Linked DNA regions of Bos taurus: region 2 is linked to region 1. A link is a contact called in public Hi-C data. All regions are on one chromosome and are shown on one strand. Each heading gives the region's core, a stretch centred on a gene start, on an enhancer-like site or on the middle of the called end of the contact. The rest is flanking DNA. Distances are from core to core; before and after follow the strand shown.

Evidence for each region. Hi-C and Micro-C count contacts between places; a contact is called where the count stands out from the background.
Region 2: a Hi-C map of blood shows a contact between it and region 1, with 2.1 times the contacts expected there. The contact joins the enhancer-like site here to the promoter of PTPRC in region 1. A contact is called at or near these places in 3 of 11 Hi-C or Micro-C datasets (blood, liver and an unstated tissue).

Annotation. Positions count from the first base shown.
Region 1 is chr16:77,537,936-77,545,644 of ARS-UCD2.0, forward strand. It overlaps PTPRC (protein tyrosine phosphatase receptor type C), which reads left to right and starts at 2,668. Exons shown (of 30, transcript NM_001206523.1): 1 at 2,668-2,736; 2 at 2,818-2,933. The coding sequence starts at 2,861.
Region 2 is chr16:77,585,628-77,593,336 of ARS-UCD2.0, forward strand. The region is part of intron 2 of PTPRC (protein tyrosine phosphatase receptor type C); the gene reads left to right. Among named protein-coding and RNA genes, the nearest start is that of PTPRC, 49 kb to the left of the region's middle. Within about 2 kb of position 2,849, at least 19 of the 102 cell types and tissues checked have an H3K27ac peak or open chromatin away from gene starts, as enhancers often do. A contact at or near this core is called in blood, where this site is marked.

The DNA.
Region 1 (7,709 bases), core at 1,418-3,917:
ACTGCTGTCTTTCTATATGAGGCCCTATTTCTTTATACCTTTCTAATATCCCTTATTGGAGAAGGCAATGGCACCCCACTCCGGTACTCTTGCCTGGAAAATCCCATGGACGGAGGAGCCTGGTAGGCTGCAGTCCTTGGGGTCGCTAAGGGTCTGACACAACTGAGCGACTTGACTTTCACTTTTCACTTTCATGCATTGGAGAAGGAAATGGCAACTCACTCCAGTGTTCTTGCCTGGAGAATCCCAGGGACAAGAGAGCCTGGTGGGCTGCCGTCTATGGGGTTGCACAGAGTTGGACACGACTGACGTGACTTAGCAGCAGCAGCAGTATCCCTTATACATTTTGCTACCCCAAAGTCTACTGTTTCTTGTTGACATTAAACTCAATTTTAACACTTTAAAATAAAAACACCATCCAACTCATTTGTTTCTAATTAACCTCAGTGTTGCTTGGGTGGATTCTCTCTGCCCACTTGCCTGAAATGAAATTAAATCTCCGCATTTCTTGCTATTCCTTCAAAGCTGTAATCTGCAAAGCCCTTTTAAAAATGTCTCTTAAAGGCTTCTAATCCCCTCTCTTCAGTTTATTCAAAGTATAGTGTCTTAACTCCCTTTTAAATGGCATGTCACACAGTTTTTTCATGGCTTGTTTACCAAATATCCTACCATAAGAGTGAGCTAACAGAACACAGATATTTGTTTAAAGATACTCACAGCTAATCCCCAGATAGATTTCCATTGAAAATGTGTTTTAAGAAACAGGTTGAGGTGAGAAGAACTAAAATTCGTGACCTCTGACACAGATCAATGTTTTCTGTAGGCCTAACTCCTAAACAATAGTGCTGACATGCACGGACACTTAATTTAAAAACGCGTTTGTAAAAAGAGAATAGTATCATCTGTATGCCATCAATTTCTATCTTTCTGAGATTAAAAATTAGAAAAGTACAAAGTAAAAAAGATTGGAGAAGGAGATGAGAAAATGAAAAAAAAATAGTGAAGCAAATAAGGAAAGTAAGATGAAACTTGAGGTTGGGTTCAAAACGTAGCTTGCTTACATCCCAGCTGTGAGACTTCAGACAAATCACCTAAGCTCTCTGAACTTTACAGATAAGATGAAGAATTATGTATCTCTTTATCTCCAAGTTTGTTGTACAAATTGTATTATATGATTAAAGGGCTAAGCATTTTCCTGGATGTGCTAAGAGTACAGTAGTGTTAGCTACTATAACAACCATCATTTAAAATCATAATAATAACAAGAATCTCATTAGAATGTTACTTACTAATCAGAAATTAAGGGGTGGAATTATTTTCATTTGTACCAAGTGGGAGGGTATGTACAAATTGGGTTCTGAAGTTCCTAGCAGCTAAAGTAAGAGAAAAACAAATAAGTATGCAAACATCAAAAGGTTTATACACAACAACATTGGAATCCTGCTCAAGCACTTCCTAGCCAGATCATTGCAAGGGCTCTGTCTGCAGGTCCCTTCCGCCTGATCTGTAGTTCAGAGCATGATGCCTGGTCTATGTGTGCAGTAGGGGATTTTATTAATGCATGCCTGCAGGTTCTGTGATGATGAGACCAGTTCACTCCATTGTATCGCTGACTTCTTAAAAAATGTCTGTTATTTATCGGTTTATCTGACTTTGCTGGGTCCTCATTGCGGCACAGGGGTTCTTTTGTTGCAGAGTGCAGGATGTTTCAGTTGCAGCACTTGGGGTCTAGTTCCCTGACCAGGGATTGAACGCGGGCCCCCTGCGTTGGGAGCTCGGAGTCTTAGCCACTGAACCACCAGGGCAGTCCTGTACTGCTGATGTCATAGAGGCTTCCTTCTCGCACGCATTTTCCTAATTAATGGACTTACTGAGAACACCATCAAAATCACAAAGGATGTTGTGTATTTATTTGCAGTCATTTAATCAGAAAGGTTGAGATAGTATGACTGAGGGGGAATAAAAGGTTAACTTTTGTAAAAAAACAGCTATTGATTGAATGTCTCTTTTTTCCCTCATCAGCAACACCAAGAATATCTCAGGTCACAGAGGCTCTCCTTTATTGAAGCATGATTTACTGCAGGAGAAGTGAGTTTCTGATTCCATTCCCAGCCCTGAAAGAATATCTGTGAAAGATTTGGGGCAAGCTATTAAGCTTTCTGAAAGTGCTTTGCATAGAGAGTGGCTGGATACTCGAACTGTCATATTGCTGGGTTCTGAATGCCCTAATGGTACAAGATTCTGGTTGTTGAAAATAACCAGAGAGGTAGTTGCTTTTTCATTCATTTGGTCATTTTAAGACAAATACAGTTTTTTTTTTTCTTCATTAATTCAATTAGCATATCATCTTGCCAGTCCTTATTTTTGTTATACCCATGCTGACTGTTTTATCATTGTTTAGGTAAGAATGTTATGGATTTTTGAGGGTGGGGCATGTCATTTTCTAGTTATCGTGAATACTTCATGGGAGTATTGTTTGGATATGAAAAATGCATCTTTCTCGGGGAAAATCTTTTGAGAGGCCTAGTAACTCAGTCTAATTACTTAAAGTAAGGAAGTAAGAGGCCTTGGCAGTGACTTTGAACAACTTTCTTGACTTCCTGCAAAGAGGACCCTTTGCAGCCCTTTTGGAGAAGTTAGTAAAACCGAATCTGACATCACTGCCTCGCAGCAAGTGGTTTGCTCTCAGGGCAGCAGGAGGAAATCGCCCCTGTCTGATAAGACACCAGTTCAAGAGTACGTATTCACTTCTTTCCTTCTTGATTCGGCCTTACAGAGAAACATTGGTTCGGAGATAACCATTATTTTGCCTTTCAGAAGGACGCATGCTGTCTCTCAGGAGTTTGGCTGATTTCCAGATATGACCATGTATCTGTGGCTTAAACTTCTGGCATTCGGCTTTGCCTTCCTGGACATCGCAGTGTTTGTTGCAGGTAAGCACAAGGAAATTCATATTTCCTTAGTTATTTGTGTGTGTGTGTGTGTAAGGACATTGGTTTGAAATAGACATAAAAGCAAGTGAAGTGTTGGTGACTGGAGGTGAGGAAGCCCGCTGTAAAACGATCAAGGTCATTGTCCCTCGGAGAGACATGGCTCCCTGGGGCACAGAACACATTGTTTCTGTTTAAAAAGGCATACATGTTTGGCCCCGAAAATCACAATTCCAAAGGCAAACATTGTCTATCTGTGTCTTGGTTTACAAACTGTTCAAGGATATTACAACAGCAGTGTTGAAAGTCTGAAGATATCTGAATGACCAAAAAACTAAATTTTGGTCTTTTTAACAAAAACTGCATTTGTAAAAATGATAATATGGCTTTGTTTGCACACAAACCACTCATTTTTTTTCGGACCGGGGGTTTGCTTCCTCAAATTTTGATTATGGCCAAAATATTTTATTGAATACTTAATTGTATGGTACTTAAAAAAAAAAAAAAAAGCAAATTTGGATATGGAATTAAAGAGTAACTTTTTGCAAAATTTTTATCACAAAATGTATTTTAAATCAAGGTTTTTGTTCCTTATAATCCTTTGAATGATTATTTCCTCTGAATACTCTCGCGGGGCCACCGCCCTTCCTGGGTGCTGGGTAAATCTTACAGCCTTGACGAGATAAAAATACTTAAACTCTTAAGAATCATGCAAATGATGCATTCTATAGGAAAATGTAACTGACCGGAGCTCCTGCATCTATTCAGCTTTAAGATCTGTGCACACTTCTGGTCCACTTAGTGGACATTTCTCGAACAGTTCCAGTGTGGGTCATGAGTACATTTTGGTTGATATTTAGTATGACTTCTTATGGTGGAGGATCGAAAAGCTTTATTTAAAAATTGTTATTAAAAGGATATTTGAAATGGTACTTTTGCAGATTTCTAAATAAGTTAAAAAAATGGGAAACATATTTTAAAAAATCTTGCTTATTGTAATTCACTTTGAAATGCCTTTTTAAAAATTTTCCACCACTCTCCTTTTCTCTAAAAGATAGGACAGAAGTTCTCTTCTGAACATGTTACACTGTTAATTTAGATTCTGTGAAACTAAAGACAGTAGAAAGCAGTGTGTATATACATAAATATTTTTTCTTTAACTGCAAAAATGGATTAAATATTTTTTATGTAGGTATAGCATTTTGCCTTAGTACACAAAATGTTTATTAAGTTACCATTCCTATGAAGCTGGTTATCACAATTAAAGTATTATAAGAAATAATAATTTTTATAAGGTAATATGTGTATTATCACGTCAGAGTAAATTTCCATTAAAATTCTCACTCAGAAACGGTTGCACAACTTTCTAAATGGGATATTTTGTAGGCCATAGAACAAACTACAATAAAAATTTCAACTTCGCCTACTAAGGCTTTTTACTCTAAGAAACATCTTTGAATCTATATTCAACACAAGAGTATAAAATGATCTAGAAACCTTTAAACAAATTTTGCTGAATAATTTGTACCATAGATAAATGGATAGGTATACAAAGATTTATTTTGAAAGACCAAGTTTAACCTGAACTGCTCAGAGAAACCCTGAAGGCAAACGTTTTTCTAGTCTTCCTGTAACATATACTCGTTTTTTGGGAAAAAAAATATAGATACAATTATCTAGGTGTGCAAATCTTGTTTATCATACTTTGAAGTCCCAAGAGAGATTTAATGATTCACTGCATAATTTGGGAAATTATTAGTTCTTTCAATGATATATTTTATTTTATTAGCAAGCTGTGAGCTGGAGTATATGTTTTATTTGAAGGTGTTAAATTGAGTTTAATGTTTATAAGAAATATTAGACATAAAATTTATATTGTGCATTCTAAACACATAAAGAAATAGAGCCAAATGGAGAGAGACATCAATGGATAAATGGATGCACAACTTGGATATGTTATTTAATCTCTAAAATACAAATGTTGGCAAAGTTCAGCTTTCCCAGAGCAGTCACAATGCTGGGTTGAGTTTTACATAAAAGTCAGTAATCTCTTTGCTCTGTGCCTCTTTGCTGAGATAACAGGAAACCAACATTTTGTTTAAATTTTCTAAATAATTTGGGGGGAGAGAGATGGTTTCAAGAATGCAGGTAGAGATGAGTGATCTCTGGCTTGAACAAAGTATGGCCAGGTTACAGCTTTGTACCGTCACAGCTATGAATGCAGGAGTTATGTGAGTTATGAGTCATAACGGTTAAGAGTTGTTTCCTGGACATAGTTTTTCATTTTTCCATCGACAAAAAATAAACAGCTTATGTTACAAATGTGTACTGGGCCTTGCACACTTGCGGGAGTTCAGTCTAACTGAATGGAATTCGATTGGCAATCCTATTAAGGTCTAAATGCCATGTAGAGATCTGGGGGTGTGGGGATGAAGATGTGCTGATTTTTTGGAAAGTATTTTTCCTAATACACATCTGCCTGGGATCCTTATTGTTGCTAGAATATGAAACGTGTTTGGTGAGGGAAAGGTAAGGTGAGGTTAGGGGTCTGCTTTCCTTTTCCACCCTTGCTCCACGGACTGAGCGCAGGGTCAGCGCACTCAGTACTGAGCTAGGTCCTTGCTGTATCCTGGGTTACATGGTGTCCTTTTGATAGTTAACCTCTGTAAGAATATAGATGCTTCTACATGCTCACACACACACACACACATGAACAGGCTAGTTATAATGTGTGGGCTATATATATGTTAGTTACTTCATTACACATACAAACACATATATGAGTATATATTGGTTTCTCACCTGCCTACTGCTTCTCTTATTTGTCTGCTTTTAAACATTGTGGTTCTACAGGCCTCAGTCTTCGGCCAGTTTTACTCTCATTTCTAAACCCAGAGTTCCTTACCATCACCTGCTATGCACTAATGGTCCTTATTCTGTCTCCAGACTCGCCCCTTACACGGGTGAACCTGCCTCCTTGCCTAAATGGAATCTTGTTTCATTGCCTTGCGTTTTTGCAAAAGAGAAAGTCTGAAATATGTACATTTAAATGGTCCCCAAGTCTTATCACTTTACTTGATAAAGATCTCTAAAATCTTTCCCCTCTTCATCTCCATTGCCATCCCTTTAATTCATGTCTTTATCACTTTTCACACTCAGTATTGTAACGATCTCCTCATTTGTCCATTTCTTTTCATAGCCTACAGCTTTAAAAATATAAAATGAAAGAGGAAAACACCCTCCGACATCTTCTCATCGCCTTGGTTTACATTCTAAACTCACTGCCGGGGCACTGCTCAGGGAGATGGGAGCTGGGATATTTTTTCCTTTTGAGATGGACTAAAATAGAGCAAGCAGGAGGCAGTTTCAGCACCCCGCTTCTCTCCACTTGCTCCAGGCCTTTAAGGTGCTGTACAAATCCTGTCTCCCCTCTAAGTTCTCTGTCATCACTCTTCCCACAGAATGTCTCCACCGTGATCCTACACATTTTATCACGCTTGCTTGTATAAAAAACGAAGCGGTGTTTCACATACCGTTTCAGTTTGTTGCTCTTGGCATTACTCTTTACCAACCAGCGCGTGCTTGCTGGTGTGACTCACAGGAAAGCGGGAACCACCTTTTTGGTCTCATCTGTGCTTGATTTCTTCCCAGGTGCTGAAACAGTAATGGGCGTTTTTTATTTTTGGGGGGTGGGGAGCATACCTGCAGATTATAATAGTATAGAAATGAGGCGGGGGTGGGGGGAGGAGATGAGAAAAAAGCAAAGACAGAAAGAGGAGAAATATAAGATGAAAAAACTAGCTAGAGGCCAAGTGGAAGGATGGAGGCTGTTGGATAAAATGAACAATTTTATCAAGATTAGATAAAATCATTTTAGATCTAAATCTTTACAGGCGTTGCCCCTCTCCCCATTTCCTTCTTTCATATCATTTTACCTTTTACCTGGGAAGAGCCTCTAATTTCTTAAAAATGCAATGTTCAAGAATATTGTTGCTAAATTTTTCTTGACTTGCTGTTTTGGACATTCTTGTTAGAGCCATTTTGTTTGACGGACCAGTTTTGTTCTTCAAATCCAGATGTCCTTGGGGCAAAAAGTAAGAATTAGGAAGGGAGGGACTCACGTGGCAGGGGTACAAGACACCCGGGGCTTGTCCAGCCTTCCCTCGGACCAGTGTGGGCGGCACTTGACCTAGATCCCTGGGGCCGTATCCAAGGGCAGATGGAAGACAGCTCACCCTGTCAGCCTCACCGTCTGTGCACAGCAAGCCTGGAGGAGTCTGAGCATCCCTTCTTCCTAAATAATGTGACACTGAATTTCAGTCTGAGCAGGTGAAGAGCAGAGATTTGTAGTCAGGTTGATTAAATTTGTTACTGAAAGTCCAGCGTGAACATTGCAAGGTTTTGTTTTCAGACCCTGTGTACGTAAGGCAGTGGTGCAGAGAAAGACATTCGTCCTCAGGGCAGTTCTCTGGTCATTTTCAGTCATCTTCTACGTTTATGAGAATTGTTAGGAGAGAAGACAATGGAATTTAACCTAACCTCAGTTTAAACTTAATTTAATCTTGTCTAAATAGTTTTTTTCATTATAAGGCGCCCAACCACATCAAAGCTGCCTAACACTAAAGAATTAATGCTATGACGTTTACAAGCATAAAGATATTAGTAGTAGTCTTATAAGCAATGAGGATTTACTATATAGCACAGGGTACTACATTCAATATCTTGTAATAACTTATAATGGAAAATAATCTGAAAAAAAATCACTGAATCACTTTGCTG
Region 2 (7,709 bases), core at 1,599-4,098, 48 kb after region 1:
ACCCTCCACAAATATTACTCAATCCAATCCTCCTTTGTACCTACACGTACATGAGGTATGGTAATTCTGTCTCCACACACAAGGAGAACAAAGCTCACACGTATTATTCAGTCTGCTCAGGGTCCTAAGTGGCCGGCTAGGATTCAACACCAGGTCATTGTGAATGCAATGCAAAGCTCGGTTTGCTGTGGGTACAGGTTTGCATTTTGTTCTGCATTGCAGGACATAGATAGAGATGTGCAGGAAAATGTGAAAGCACACAAAAATGACAAGAGGAACCACAGTGCTGTCTTATGAAATGAGAAATTACACATCCCATATCTTACAATGAGTTTCAGAATTCTATTGCCCAATGTTGTGTTACCATGTACGAACTGCATGAAGACTAAAACCCAAGATATTTATTATTTACCTTCCACGTCACTGTGTAACATTCAAGGCCTGGTGATTCACCAGCAACTTTAAGAAACACAGATAGAGTTAACCAGTCAGATTCCCAAAGGTGTGATCATGATGTTCATGAGGAAAACAGTGGTCGTTACCCATTTCAGTCCCTAAGTGAGGAAGGGCTCAGTGATTACTTAGGGGCTAAGTGCACTCCTAAGTGCTTCACATGGTCTTACCTAACAGACATACGGCCCTATGACTAGATATTATAGATTAACTGGAGAACTGATGTTCAGAGACGGCATGTCACTTTTCCAAGGTCACACAGCTGGAGAGTGGAGATGGAGGGATTCAAGCCATCCTGTGCTGTTCCAAACAGCTATGACCTTAACTGGAACGTACCATGGAAAGAGATAACTAAATAGATAAGTTTATTCATGATATGTATGCCCGTGAGTGCCATACATCATTATTATTCTAAACGCTGGAAGACCTTGGTGACCTGAGGGGACCAGGAAAATTGTCATGAGGTTGGATTTTGAATCAAGTCTTAGATGGCCATGACTCAGGGTCATTAAAAGAAGGAAAGATATTCCAGGTTAGGGTAAAATAAAACTGAAAGGGAAGTAGGGAAGTATGCTGAAACCCTATTTGGTTGCAATAAATTGCACTTATACTGAATTTGAACTTAAATAAATAATTTCATTTAAGCATACTGATAATAGCATTGGAAAGGCAATTTGGAGATAGATTGGGAAGGGCTTTCAATAAGAACAGTAAAGATTCTGGAATCTTCTACTAAGTTATTTTAACAAGAATAAAGCATATCAGTACATTGTAAAAGTGGATTCCTCGTGGCTGTATCTAAAATGAATGGGGAAGTTGGGGGGGAGGTCACAGTTTAGGCCCGAGTGTAAAGGTTGGTGAAATAGGACAAGGTCAGAGTCAGACTAGGGGAAAGGCTGGGGAAAGAAGCTCGGAGCCCAGGTATTAGATATTCATGGAGTATGAGCCAAAGCTCAAGAGTAATGTGAAATGGGTGCTCTGAATCCTGCAGTGCCAGGGGGTAGCCTTATGTGGTTGATAAAAAATACTGGTTCTTTGCTGTCTGGTAGAGGTGGAACTGAGTTTTTGCACTGTTAATTTACTCACTCTGTGTGTTCACTTAATTCAATTTATTCAAACTGTCAGCATCCTTGTTTTCTCATTTAAGAAGCAAGAGTTCTAACACCCCACAGAGATATTCCAAAGAGAGTAGGTATTCCAAAAATGCTCCTTTTTACTTAAGAGAGAGGAAAATTTCCTGACGCACAAAGGCCCAAGAAACTGACCCAATGTGAATCTTCCTGAAAACACTCAGTAAAAATGATCTCATGACCATTTTCCAGGACTGATAATGTATGGGTGTTCATATGCTATTTAATATTTTATGTACCATTAACTATCTTCAGCTAAGACCTAAGGCAGTTGCAAAGACTGAAGGCGGAAAGAGAAGGGGGCAGCAGAGGATGAGATGGTTGGCTGGCATCACGGACTCAATGGACAGGAGCTTGAGCAAGCTCCAGGACACAGTGAAAGACAGGGAGCCTGAGTGCTGGAGTCCACGGGGTCTCAAAGAGTTGGACACGACTTGGCAGGTGAACAACAGCATCAGGGCAGTGGGTAGAAACACTCGGCATAGAAAATGGTTACTACCGGGCTGAAGCCGCTTGGTAATGTGGCTGAGAGACCAAAACGCACCTATACATCTCTGGCTTCTCAGGCGTGACCTTTCAGGAGACTTCAAGTGTGATATTGAGGAAGTCGCTGAACATATTTAGCTCAGAACATTTGCTTGCAAAGGGTGTGATGTGGTATGTCGTAGCGGGAGAGTAACATTCGTAGGTGATGATAAAGAACTCTGCACTTGGTGAAATGTCTTCACCTCTGCTCTCTTTGGTCATTTCATAACCTTAAGGTTAAAGGAGTGTGAATTCTATTTAAAAATAAGCACATCTGTCTTACTTTTTTCTTTGGAACCTGTTTTCTCTAAGCTGCATTATGTAACTAATGAATCCAATTTCACTGCGGGCCCGAGAGGGTGACTTTTTACTTTATTGAAGAGGAGCTTGGATTTAACTTTTTTTTTTCTCATTAAAATATGATCTGCAAACGCTTTTCCAAACGGAATGCTTCCAAGGGGGACAAACCGCCCTCCTAATTCCCAACCTTCTCCTTGAAACACCTTTTCATTGAAACAAAAACAAAGAGCTCTGAAACTCAGGGCTGCCGCACGAGCTCATTGTCTTATCAGCCGGCTTCGCCATCAACTAGAGAAGTTGTGGTTTAACCCCGGGCTGGGGCCGCTGCCGACGCTGCCATAGCAACGCGCTGCACCATTTGCAAAGGCTTGCGCGCTTAACCGCACGGCTACACCTCTTCCTTTCCTATAAAGACTCAGAATCAGAAAAACAGAAGTACCCTGGAGGAGGAGAAACCACAAGAGCAGAAAAGCCACCAAGGCTGCTCTTCGCTGTGCAAACAGCCTTCTGATGAGAAGAGCGTGTTGAGAACCTCTTCTGTTTGAAAGGGGAGCTTTTCCCATTAGGCCAGGTTCCTTTAATGATTTTGAAAGTCAATCAAGTGTTTCTGTTCGGAGTTTTCAGCAAGGGGAAATGAGAAGTTAGTAGCGCGTGTTATCAGACTCTGCTTTTATTTCCCTTCCCTTCTGGGCAGCCTCGGCAGACCTAGGGATCCTGTTTGCCAAAGGGGGGACAGGTTGGTTAGGCGGACTCGCTGCAACCTAGGGTCCTTCTCCTGTTTATTTGTTATTGTCTAGTACTCTTGCCTGGAAAATCCCATGGATGGAGGAGCCCGGAAGGCTGGAGTCCATGGGGTCGCTGAGGGTTGGACAGGACTGAGCGACTTCCCTTTCACTTTTCACTTTCATGCATTGGAGAAGGAAATGGCAACCCACTCCAGTGTTCTTGCCTGGAGAATCCCAGGGACGGGGGAGCCTGGTGGGCTGCCGTCTATGGGGTCGCACAGAGTCGGACACGACTGAAGCGACTTAGCAGCAGCAGCAGCAGCAGCAGCAGCAGTGTTTAGTTCACTAGAAGATAGTATTGTGTTGGCCAAAAAGTTCATTTGGGTTTTTACATAACCTCTTGGCCAACTCACTATAATTTAGATTTCACTCTTGGTTCCTTTTTAAAAAAAAGTCTCTGGATGCTAAGTCATGGAGCTTGACCCAGACCTGGATCAGTGCCCAGTCCTGCAGCCAGCGGTCAACCCCTGGCCCCAGGAAGCCCACCCACCACCCTCTCTCTCCTACATCCCACTTCTTTTAGGAGATGTAGGTTTGATCACAGACTTTTTTGCTTGTTTGTTTAGTTTTAAAGCATGCACATAATAAGAGTAAACCATTTTCAGGAATGTTTTATTTTTCCTTCCTCTAAGCTTTGTGTACAAATACTGAAGAATAAGGGATTCCCTGCTGGTTCAGTGGTAAAGAATCTGCCTTCAATTCAGGAGACATGGGTTCGATCTCTGGGTCAGGAAGATCCCCTGGATAAGGAAATGGCAACCCACTCTACTATTCTTGCCTAGGAAATCCCACAGAGGAGCCGGTAGGCTACAGTCCATAGGGTCACAAAGAGTCCGACAGTACTAAGTACACACACATACACACTTGGTTTTATTTATTTATTTTTATTGTAAAGATTGCATTTTTTATGTGGACCATTTTTAAAGCCTTTAATGAAGTTTACAACATGGCTTCTGTTTTATGTTTTGGTTGACTGTGAGGCGTGTGGGATCTTTAACTCCCTGACAGGAGATGGAACGCACACGCCCTGGAAGGTGAGGTCATAACCTCTGGACCACCAGGGATGTCCCTCAGCTTGGTTTTAGTTCTGTCAGGTCATCACAGTTCTGTTCACACCCTTCCTTGCCTTCCATTCGCCCCCATCATTTTTTGTTTGTTTGTTTCTAAGTAAGAAGCTACCTCTTTTATAGCTATCATTCAGCAATTTGCGCTTTTAAAAAATAAATTTCAGTGTGTGACTTACTCTGAATCCCGCTTTGATGGTTCACACATGGTATTTTACTCATCGTGGGTCTCTTTAGAGTAACTACTGGATTGAGTGTTAAATACGTTTCCCTTATGGCAGTGTGTAGTTGAATAAGCCTGGGACATTTTAGAATCATGCTGCTGCTGCTGCTAAGTTGCTTCAGTCATCTCCGACTCTGTGCGACCCCATAGACGGCAGCCCACCAGGGTCCCCCGTCCCCGGGATTCTCCAGGCAAGAACACTGGAACGGGTTGCCATGTCCTTCTCCAATGCATCAAAGTGAAAAGTGAAAGTGAAGTCGCTCAGTCGTGTCCAACTCTTAGCGACCCCATGATCTGCAGCCTACCAGGCTCCTCTGTCCATGGGATTTTCCAGGCAAGAGTACTGGAGTGGGGTGCCATTGCTTTCTCCATTTAGAATCATATCTGCATTTAAAACCAAATTCCTTCTGCTAGGAACTCTTTAGCCTTGCATGTATTTATTTATTGAGACGTCCTCTGTTAAAAGAGGACAATGCCACCTACTCCCTGGGGTTTCCGATGAGATGGTACTGGGAGATTTGTAGTAAGACCAGGCCACCGCCCTCCACCTGTTGGCATCTTCCGGCTTTCCAGAAGAAAACACAAGCACGGAGCTACTCAACCATCTTTAACAGCTGTTTTCTGTTGTCCTGCTGTTTGTTTTTCCTGAAGATTTTAGCCAGTATCTCTTGACCTCCTTTCCTGTTCTTGAAATGTTGCTTTTTAGTGCCCTTTCTTCTGTTCCTGGATACAATATTGTCTCATTTCTGAGAAGAATTATAGTTTTCAGGGGTCTGTCTGCTCCTTGCACGCTCTTGTTTCTCCCAGGTCTTTCTTCTGTTTATTTTGGTCTCTGTCGTTCCTAAAGATTTCAGTCTGTTTCTTGGAATCCCATTGTATCTAAGAATGAGGCTCCCCAAAAGGGATGTTGAAATTCTGTGGTAATTGATGGAGCTTATAAATCACGTTGCTGTTGTTCAGTTGCTAAGTCGTGTCTTATTCTTTTGTGGCTCCATGGACTGTAGTCTGCCGGACTCCTCTGTCTAAGGTATTTCCCAGGTAAGAATACCGGAGTGGGTTGCCATTTCCTTCTCCATGGGCTCTTCCTGACCCAGGGAGCGAACCCAGGTCTCCTACATTGGCAGGTGGATTCTTTACCACTGAGTCACCAATAAATCTCCGAGTCTTTCTAAATTGCATGAAATCAGAAAGGCATTAAAACTCACTGAGCCTTAGTTTTTTTTATCTGTCAAAAGAGCTCCATGTCAATAGATATTAAAATCCTGTGTTCCTTTACCAGTTGAAATATCTAAAATGATTTTCTGGTGGTAAGCAGCAACTGTTTTATTCATGGGACTTTAGACACTTAAAAAATGTAAGCAATGTTTTAATACAAATTCTGCATAAAAAATAGGAGAACTAGCATTAGACAGCCTTCTTCACGTCTGCCACTTGCTCGGTGTGCAACCGAATAATTTACTAAGCTCCTTTCAGTGTCAGTTTCATTCCCTATAAAATAGGAAAAATAATTGCTGACTCACTGACTTGCTGGCATGCTTAAGGGCAAAAACATGTAAAGAGGCTTGCAGAGTGTCTAATACACAGCTTTTTGGCAAATTGTTGCTCTAATTATTATATTTACTGAAGGAGGGAAGGAGAGACTACTTCCTATAATTTTCTGAAGTCTAGTCAATGCTTCGTCACTTGCGTGAAGACTTACTCCATAGATACGTAGTAATAGGATATATTTGTTGGATTTACTGTTTGTTGATCATATATTTAAAGAATAAGTTAAGGTAGAATCCTTTGATATTTGTTATTCTGTTTTAGTATTATCATGCCTTAGCAAGCAAGGAAAACCATACGTATCTCTTTTACTGGACCTGTATTTTTTCTGGGGGGGTCTTGACTTGCCTTTTCCATTTTTATATTGCTTTTATGTTTACAGAGGTCAGATGTGCATTTTTAACCTTCAAAACATGCAACTATTCATTGGAGGCTGATCCTGAAAACCGGCATTTATTTCATTTCTTCTGCTTCACCCCTCTGTCCTCGTACCTTTCTTAGATTTGCCAAACAAGACAGATTTAGATCCCTTTGGAAAGGGTGTTCCATTCCTTTTGAGGGAGTAGGGGGTTGGGGCAGTGGTGATGATACGAACAGCTGGTATTTAAAGCTCAAGTATGTCTTTTGAAATGTCATTTTCACTCAATTCATTCCTAGTTTTTGCTGAAATCTCTGGTGGGGGACTTAGGGGTGTGACTTCAAGGTAACTTTGATTTGCAATCAGTTAAACATTTTGAGTTGTAAAAGAAACATATTGGGAAAGGTAAATTCAGTAACAAGACATGTGTTAGAATAACACGGCTTTGAAGATCAAGTGGCCTGTTATCTCCATTTTCATCTGTTTAATGTACCTAGTCAGTTCCATGGCTGATTCACAGCAGCCGGATGGGAATGCTAGGAAAGGATTTGCAGATTTTTGGTGCTCTTCTGCCACCTACTGGAATACTTCTAAATAGTCCTTTGTCTAAATGGTGAAAACTAGTTCTTGCCATATATACATATTTTAAAGGGTAGGAAATGTTATTCCCAGAAGAGAAAAATCAAATTATAACATACAGAAACACTTGATATCTAATGGTGCTCTATTTTATTATATTTATTGGATATGATGTGTGTGTGGAACCCAAAAGACCGTTCAATGCAAAAAAAAAAAAAAATTGAAAAATCTTGATACCTTCCCTTGACTGTCACATCTAAGCATATACCCTCATAATTCCTACTGCCATTTCACACATTTTTCTTCACCTGTTTTCCAGACCTTCTCCGTATGGTTCATATAAGTTTGACACCTATTGTAATGCTATTTGTATTAGCACAACCTCCTAATATTAAATAGCTTTCTACGGAGCTCAATGGTGAAGAATTCTCCTGCCAATGCAGGAGATGCAAGAGATGCAGGTCAATCCCTGGGTTGGGAAGATCCCTTGGGGGAGGAAATAGCAACTCTCTCTAGTATTATTGCCTGGAGAATCCCATGGACAGTGGAGCCTGGCGGGCTACAGTCCATGAGGCCACAAAGAGTTGGACACGACTGAATGGGCACATACATATAGCATTAAATAGGTAGCTGTCATACATAAGTTAGTAAGTGCTTTAGGCAGATATTTTATTTGCTTTTCCAGGTCTGTTTGATTCCACTAACAGTAGGTGGTTGCTTCCTAATCATACACAAACTTGGGTATAA